Regions from separate parts of the Mus musculus genome. Here region 2 is linked to region 1. The links are chromatin contacts, called in public HiChIP or PLAC-seq maps. All regions are on one chromosome and are shown on one strand. Each heading gives the region's core, a stretch centred on a gene start, on an enhancer-like site or on the middle of the called end of the contact. The rest is flanking DNA. Distances are from core to core; before and after follow the strand shown. Region 1 overlaps Rapgef4 (Rap guanine nucleotide exchange factor (GEF) 4). Region 2 has its middle 55 kb from the start of Gm39850.

What was found. HiChIP or PLAC-seq counts read pairs in DNA pulled down with a chosen protein or histone mark.
Region 2: an H3K27ac HiChIP or PLAC-seq map of acute myeloid leukemia shows a contact between it and region 1, with 3 times the contacts expected there. The contact joins two enhancer-like sites. A contact is called at or near these places in 2 of 39 promoter capture datasets (cranial neural crest and stem cell-derived epiblast-like cells), 1 of 15 datasets of contacts at CTCF or cohesin (large pre-B cells), 3 of 484 Hi-C or Micro-C datasets (the N1E-115 cell line, embryonic stem cells and nephron progenitors), 2 of 115 datasets of contacts at active chromatin or transcription factors (acute myeloid leukemia and embryonic basal ganglia) and 1 of 9 other capture datasets (embryonic stem cells).

Annotation. Positions count from the first base shown.
Region 1 is chr2:72,218,952-72,223,278 of GRCm38.p6, forward strand. It overlaps Rapgef4 (Rap guanine nucleotide exchange factor (GEF) 4), which reads left to right. Exons shown (of 31, transcript NM_001204165.1): 18 at 4,066-4,216. Among named protein-coding and RNA genes, the nearest start is that of Map3k20, 65 kb to the right of the region's middle. Within about 2 kb of position 2,945, at least 13 of the 459 cell types and tissues checked have an H3K27ac peak or open chromatin away from gene starts, as enhancers often do. A contact at or near this core is called in acute myeloid leukemia, where this site is marked.
Region 2 is chr2:73,062,017-73,066,289 of GRCm38.p6, forward strand. No RefSeq gene overlaps it. Among named protein-coding and RNA genes, the nearest start is that of Gm39850, 55 kb to the left of the region's middle. Within about 2 kb of position 2,430, at least 14 of the 459 cell types and tissues checked have an H3K27ac peak or open chromatin away from gene starts, as enhancers often do. A contact at or near this core is called in acute myeloid leukemia, where this site is marked.

The sequences.
Region 1 (4,327 bases), core at 1,695-4,194:
TAAGAATTTTGCTTCCTTTGGAATTGGAGAGCTGGCTCAGTGATTAAGAGCACTGGCTGCTCTTCCAGAGGTTCCATTCTCAACACCCACATGACACCTCACAATTTTCTCTAACTCCAGTTCCGGGGGATCTGACACTCTCACACAGACATATATGCAGACAAAACACCAATGCACATAAAATAAAAATAAGTTTAAAAAATAAAATAAGAAATTGCTTTCCAAATGCAATTGGTTTTTGCTAATATAAAGCAAACCCTAGTGCAGAGGCCCTGTTGCCACTGTTTGGGACAGTGGGCACAAAAAGAGCCCTGTCTGGATTTGTAAGCCCTGCTACTTACATCTGAGGCACTTGGTGGGCACATCTCCTCCCTCAGAACCTTGGTGATTTTTCATCTTTAAATAAAACCTCCTAGGTTGTTGAAGAGCATTATATGTATGCGCTCGTGCGAACATGCTGAAGGTGTTTTATAAATGTAAACTTCTCCATACTCTTGAAGCATTATCATATGCTCAGCAATATAGTCTGTCATTTATTGAAGACAAAAACCAAACCAAACAACAACAACAAACAAAAACAAAAAACCCTAGATTTCAATATTAATAGAGAAGTCAAGAAAAACCTTGGTGCTTACATGCAAGCATTATTTAGACCCTGAGGATTAGCCATAGGCATGCTGCTGATACCGCCCAACCCGCACATGAGTGTGCTTCCGAGATCCCAGTAAAGATCAGTGGTTGATCAGAATTATATACCCTTGGTACCAACTTGGTGTTCCAGACTGTTTCATTGTCATACAGCTAGCACAGAGTCTCCTCTTCCCTACATTTCAGCGTATTATCCAATGCAATATTCCAAGAGACAGGAAGGATCCAGGCCCATTCTATCCCCACCGCTGCACAGCTATTTTATGGAGTGTCTTTTTAAATAAGTAACTCAGCTTGAATGATTTCTTTGCCCACATATCTGTAAAATATTTGGAGTTCTCTTGAACAGTTCACTAATCTATTTTAAAATACAGTTGCCTCTTAAGAACCAAATCAAGAGGCTAGAGATGTGGATGACTTAGTGATTAAAGGCGTTTGCTGTTCTTGCAGAGGAATTGAGTCTATTTCACAGTACCCACAGGGCTGTTCATTTGTAACTTGAGTTCCCGGGAATCTAATGCCCTCTGCTGGCCTCTGTGTGTACTGCATGCACATGATGCACTTAACATGCAAATAAAACACCTGTAAACATGAAACAAAAACAAATGCATCTTTTTAAAAAAAAAAAATCATCACTTCCCTCGTTTCCTCTTGAGGTGATTCTTCTAAATTTAGGGCAAGGCTCCCACTGTGTACACCAGCTCAGTAGAAGCCTCCATTTCCTTGTATAGTGTCACCATCTTTAAGTAATTGTAAAGCATATTTCATGTGTAATGAAATCTTTTTAAAGACTCTAGACTGTACAGCTAGTCTGGGCACAGTGTGATTTTCTTTTAAAGTTGGTATGACATGTTCAAAAATATATGCACATTTTCACAGAATAAGGCCATCAGAAAGTTTTTTTAATAGACATCATCACCCAGTTTTCTATCAAAGTGGATAGAGAGAAGCCTAGGTTGAGGAGAAGGCTTGGGAATATATACTATGGCCACAGCTCAAAGTCAAGATAGCTGGTGTAAAGTGAGCTCAGCGTAAGCCTGGCATATCGGGAGCCTTCAAACCCATCCTACTTTGAGCCCATACTTTTCCTACCTCATACTTACCAAGCCTGTCCAAACTCCACACCCCTGCTTCCATCTTAGCCATCCCTACTTTATTCTGCTGACTCCAGAAATGAAAGTTTAGAATAGAGCTAAGCCCAGTTTCCATGTGTCTGGATTTATTTCCTGTCCTTGTACTCGACACCCAGACCCTGGGTCATTTATAAAGAAAAGAGATGTAGCTGCTCATAGTTCTGGGAGCTGGGAGTTCAGGGGAGGGGGCGGTATCTCCTCACGGGCTGCTGGGGGCATCATCCCTCTCCACGCAGAAGGGCTAATGGGCATGTTAGAAGAAAGAGCCAAGAAAGAAACCCACATGTTGTATAACGATCCACTCTAGAAAGCACCAATCCACTCCCGAGAACGAATATTGTCTCTCATCAAAAACATCAGTGTCCCTTAAAGACATAGCCTTGCAGTGTTGCATTAAAGAATTAAAGCCCAAACATGAATCTTGGTGGGAGCATGCCATATGAAAACTATAGCACCACACAAAACACAGGGGTGTATCAAATTAAGCAAAAGAGACCATGAGAAGGTAGTATACTTTTGTTATGTTAGTTTGTGGTACCTAGTTCTCTTTGAATCGGCCTTACATTAGTGTTAATAGATATATCTAAAGAGAAGCTGGAAACTGTCTCATCTCATCTCTTCTTCGGGCGAGCAAACAGAAGTCTGTAGTTTGCAGTGACTCACTCCAAATCAAAGCACTAGACAGTGGGAACCAAAGAACGCACGCTCAGAGTCTCCTCTGCTGAGCCAACCCCTGACAGTGCTAACGTCTGCTTGCCGGTTGCAACAGTAACGAAACTTTATACCCGGTATTGTAGTTCTTACGAAAGAAAAACGGAGTTATGCATATATATATAAGCAAGAGACCAAAGGGTTAATCAGAAAAGAAATAATTTTCACATAAAGTGATCTGTCTTCCCTTTTTTTTATTGTAAGCTCAGAGAGAATTGTAGCAATACAGGTTGAGCAATTTTCTTTTTTTATGAATCTCGTGCTCAATTTATGAAAGCCATTTTGCAACCCATTTACATGCAGTAAACCTTTGCTTTAAGTTTCTGTCATTTGCCTTGATCATGATTATTTATAGTTCTTTCCGAAAGGCCCTTTGCTGCGTTAGCTCTCAAGTACGGCACTGCCACGAGGCAGTTTTCTATGGTGCCTTTTAAGCCTGGCTGTCAGCTCAGACGAGGCTGGTCTTGTTATTTGCTACAAGGCTCAGGAATGCTGTTCAGTGGGAATGAAGCTAGCCAGAGTCGGGAGTCTTGGACTCAAAGCCAACTGTGCCCTCTCCCTAGATAATCATAGCCTTTTATGTTCCTTTTGTGTTGGTTTGCCCACTTTTAGAAAGGAAACAACATTTTTGTCGCCAGATGCTAAAATAGAGCTTCACCAAAGTCCCTTTTGTGCAGTTTATAACATAAACTATAAATGCTAAGTTGTTTTATGAACAGGGTGACCATGATATGAGCGCCTATAAATCACTAAAAAAGGAAAAGGGTGTCTGATCTAAAATACTTGTGCTGTCTACACAGGAGTGGTAATGGCAGTATGACCCTTTACTTTAGACGTGTGGTGGACACTCAGTTAAGTGTTGAATTCTACTGATGAATAAATAAAAAGTTTGCCATCGAGGCTCACAGCACTAGGCATGGTATAGAACACAGGACAAAGATCCCCTCCAAGCCTCACTGGCTTATAATTAAGATGGCCGGCCACGTGGCTCAAATTGATGATGAAGTAGGCAGTGGCTCTGGATGAGAGATGAAGAGGTGGCATAAGGAGGGTCTGGAGCTCTCACTAGGGACTCTGTAATGCAGAGTGAGTTCCTCTACATCCTCCTGGCTTGTTTCTATAAACACTGCACCAGCCATGGTCCTAGCAGAATGGGGTACCCCACTCAGAAGAGTTAAATTGGAATTCATGCAAAGAAGGATCATAATGATAGGGGCAGAATTAAGGGGACCAACAGGAGGAGGCAAAATACCCAGAAGTAAGCAATGGGAAATCACATTACTGTCCTGGAGGGTGGGGTATAGGACAGGAAGGGAGAATGAGAACCGAGGCTAGACCCTGCAGGAATCCTGGTCATGTCTGTGGAGCCTGCAGTCTAACTCTTCAGTCAGCTATCAGGAGTCACCAACAGTGTGTGCGTGTGTGCTTCAGACACTGTGATGGGAAGTTTCCTTGAGGACCAACGTGGGAGATGGCATAAGTCCAAAGCTGGGATCTGTCATTCTCTGCCTTGCACGTAGCACAAGCGAAACGGGTGGGAAGTAGCTCTGTGGTTTCCTTGACTCCTTGGCACTTACCACGCACAGCCTTCTCAAGGTACCGAGCAGGAGAGAATGGATTATGCCCTCAACAACAAGAGGCGGGTCATCCGCTTGGTCCTGCAGTGGGCGGCCATGTATGGCGATCTCCTCCAAGAAGATGATGTGGCCATGGCCTTCCTGGAGGTATGTGGGGGTCATTCATATCCTTTTGTCCACTGACACAGGGTGTACAGCCAATTCTATAGAGACTCTGCAATTGCCAGTTCTAGACCTTGTTAGCATGTTCACTGTCAG
Region 2 (4,273 bases), core at 1,180-3,679, 840 kb after region 1:
TATAGAATGGGAAGGTGAGGGAAGAAACCATAAACTGGATTTGAACTGGAGGAAGTCTCTCTACAAAAAAAGCACCTTCTTACTTATCTATTTATCTTTCTGGAATGCATCTCCTGTCTCTATACACTTACAGGGTCTGTAAGCTAAGACATCCAGGTGGCAATGAGCAAACCTCTGAGAGTCTCCTGCTAAAATAAGCCTTTGGGAGACATGGCTGGTCGCAGCTCTGGCGCAGGGAAAATAAGGAAAATCAGGTCAGACTGTAGTGCATCAGAAAGTAAGGACACCTACAGATGTCACATTGAAGGAGCCTCCACTAACCAGTCATGGGGCAACCAGGATATCAAACACAGCGGTGATGTTGGTACGGAGGTGCCACTTAGCGATAGAATACTTGCCTCACATACTGTAGATCCAGGCTCTATCCCCAGCATCACTAATAATAACACAGACAATAATAACGAAAATCGGGAAAGCACTCACACTGGAACTGAGCAGGAAGCTCCCCCCAGCTGGGCAGCATAGCCAGAAGTGCATGCAGGCTGCTGGGGGGAGAAAGTCTAACCCAGTGTGACCCTGGAGGGCTGCAGCATGACCTTGCCAGCTAGGATGTGCCCACTGTGCACTAGCAACTCGAACTGCTTAGCCAGCCAGGAGGAGCCTTCCAGCTCAGCTCTAGTTTAAATTTCTTTTATGCCCTGCAACCATGCTTGTTTTGCAAAAAGTTCTTATCATCTAATCATGGCGAGCAAGTCAAAACAGTGGCAATGGCCCCTGCTTGTGCTGTTTTGGGGGGTCTCTAAAGCCTCCCAATCAATAAGGATTCTACAGCTAACACTAGGATTTTCATTTAGTTGTCAATAGCTTCTGGGAGCAACATCCTGTATCCTGTACCCATGCAGAATCTCTGTTTTCAAAATTGTCTTGTTGCTTTCTTCTTCCTCTTCTTCTTCTTCTTCTTCTTCTTCTTCTTCTTCTTCTTCTTCTTCTTCTTCTTCTTCTTCTTCTTCTTCTTCTTCTTCTTCTTCTTCTTCTTCTTCCTCCTCCTCCTCCTCCTCCTCCTCCACCACCACCTCTTCTTCTTCTTCTTCTTCTTCTTCTTCTTCTTCTTCTTCTTCTTCTTCTTCTTCTTCTGATTTTAATTTACTTTTACATTTTAAATTATCTTCAAAATAGTAGGTCTCCAAATGGCGTTTTCTCATTGATCCTTGTTTCAGTTAACCTAGTGTGCCCCTCTCTAGTTTTATATGGCATGGCATATTTCATTTCACACTATGCATTTTCCCTCAAGGCCTCCTCCTCCTCCCACCCCAGGGGTCCCTTTCTAGCTTCCTCAACTCTACAGACACTCCAATCAAACACACAGGTCTAAAACTCTGAAGCAAGGATCTTCAAAGAAGAGAGAACACATAATGGTTTATCTTTATCATCATTTTTATCCCTTACTCGGTATAAAATGTCCAAGTTCCACCCATTTTATTGCAGATTTTATTTTTATTTACAACCAAATAAAACTCCTTTGTTTATGTGTACCACGTTTTCATTATCTGTTAATCAGCTGCAGAATGTCTGCTGTAGAGCAGCTACACACAATATTCTGTACATTTGAGTTATTCTACTCTCTGGAACAAGTCCAACTCACACTGAAGGAAGAAGGACACAAAAGGTGTAAATTCCACCGCCTCAGGATCATGGACCACACCACTCACCATGGAACAGGCTGGCATTATGTACCTCCAGGTATAACAGCACTAGAAAATATACATCACCAGCTATGTAGTGAAGTGGAAACTTTAAGGGGTTCTTTGGAATATCGATGGGAAGGTGTTTTGCTGGACAAACACGAGAAGGAGTGTTTTCCTGAAGTGGACACAGGTGAAAGACTAAGGCAGACTCGAGAAGGAATGTTTAGCTGAAGCAGACACAGGAGAAAGGATGCTCTGCTAAAGCAAGCACGTGAAAGGACAGACCTGGACTCCAAGTCTTACACTGTTGCTTCCTGGTTGTGCAACTTTGGGGAGGTTACAAAACTTCCCTGACCCTCGGTTTTGTCATTTACTAAAGGAGGAGTGACGGAGCCCACCCTGCATGGCTGTGGTAGTGTCCCAAGTATATACTTTCTCTTAGGTCACTTCCCATACTTTGGATTCATCCACTCATCAAACACTTTTGCTGTGTGTGCTGGGGGAAGCATACACGGAGGAGCCAAGTCACTCCAGGGCACTCCAGCCATCAACTGGGAGAGAGAATCCATTTGGTCAGTGCTAAAAGGGAAGTGCTGGGATTTTATGCAGTGAGGACTTCACGGAAGGTTTCACGGGAGGCTGTGGAGTTGCGCTGTCGGCAGCCACGTGAGTTTGGTGGCCTGTGTTGTTGAGAGAAGAGAGTGTGCTGTGGCAGAGACACTCCGGGACAAATGTATTAGTACTTTAAGCATCCAGCAGGTGGCTAGACCTCCTTGGAAAAAGAGCTTGGCCAGTGGGCAGGGCCATGGTAAGGAAATGGGTATGGGGCTTTAAAGAAACTTTCCAAAGGCCATGTGCTCCCGATGTGGTAAGCCGTGAAGTCTGATTTAGAAAGCAGTTGGTGTTGGAACGTGGTTATGTTATATTGATAGAGGAGCAAACGATAATTGATAACTAGAGGGAAATGCTGGGCCTTAACCTTCTCCCAGCCTTCTTCCCAAAAGGGGAAGAGAAAGCCAGGCTGGGAACCAGGCCCGACCCTAGCAGGTACTGAGGGAGTTGCTACTGTTTCATCTAGTCCATTCCCCTCCCCCCCCTCCCCCCCCCCCCCCGCGGTGGGCGCCTAAAGCCCCATCCACACGGCGCTGCAGAGGCCTCTGTATTTTGAGGTTATTCTTTTTTTTTTTTTTTAAAGTGTAGTTTTATGAAGTACAGTATGACAACCCTACACAAGAATGCAATGTATCAAACCAGGTAGGCTGGTGGTTTGGTTTCTTGTGTGTGTGTTTTGATTTTGATTTTTGAGGTGCTTGGGATAGCACCAGGGTCTGGTGCATGCCAGATCGGCCCTCGGCACAGAGCTCCATCCTCAGCACCCCAGCGAGGCATAGAAAAACACTGACACCAGAATCTACTCACACCTATGGTGAAATTACCCAGCCTCCTCCTATCCTGCTCGCTACACAGTATGAAAGAAATTCTGATCACATGCTTCTAGTATACGTTTTTATCACAAGTATACATGACATTTGATTTGAATTTTTAAAAAGATTTATTTAGTTTATGTCTGGGCGGTCTATCTGCATGTACACCTGCGTGCCAGAAGATGGCACCGGATCCCATTACAGATGGTTGTAAGCCACCATGTGGTTGCTGGGGATTGAACTCAGGACCTCTGGAAGAGCAGACAGCGCTCTTAACTACTGAGTCATCATTCTAGCCCCTGGTTTTATTTGTTTGTTTGTTTGTTTGTCTTAAAAACGTTTCCATTATTTTAAAGTGTGTGTGTGTGTGTGTGTGTGTGTGTGTGTGTGTGTGTGTGTGTGTGTGACTAGAGTTATAGGTGGATGTGAGTAACCCCACGTGGGTGCTGGAAACAGAACTCAGGTCTTCTGGATGAACGTAGGCTCTCTTGATCCACCCCATGCCCCCAGCCCCCGATGGTTACATTTTCTTGTTTAAAGGCAAAGGAGCTAGAACTCCATCATCCAGGTCCCATAGCAAACCACGTGTACCTTCTTCCTAGGATCTCTTTCCTGCTGGCATGACCCACCATGGCGCTCCGTGTCTTCTCTCCATTTCTGGAAAACAAGAAAGAGAAGATAGCATCCTGGTGGCTTTGAGCAGGCCACTAGGACACCAGACCTATGTCAGCCCTTGGCTGAGGAGCTCAGTGCTCCCTGTTACCAGGGACCTGGCCTCGTGGACCAGGGAGTCTCAGCCTTGCCCACAGCACACATGCCTGTTGCCTCGTTCCAAATCGTTTTTTTTCTAAGAACAAAAGTATGCACAAATAAGTATTTCCATCTTTATTTCAAATTCTAGGTTTCAACGGCAATATTAGTGCTACTCCGCAGTGCTGTAATAATATATCATTATTTCTATTTTACAGTTCTTTCCTTAAAGGAGCAAAGCGAATGTTTAAAACAGCAAAACTCGCAGCCCCACGATTCCCCATTCAGGCTCAGAATCTGTACTCCCCTTTCAGAATCACGTATAATTGAAAACAATGCAGCCCCCTGATGTGTTAAATGCCGCAGTCATTAAAGCATTTTTTTAAAAATAATTTTTGGGGGATAAAAGATTGT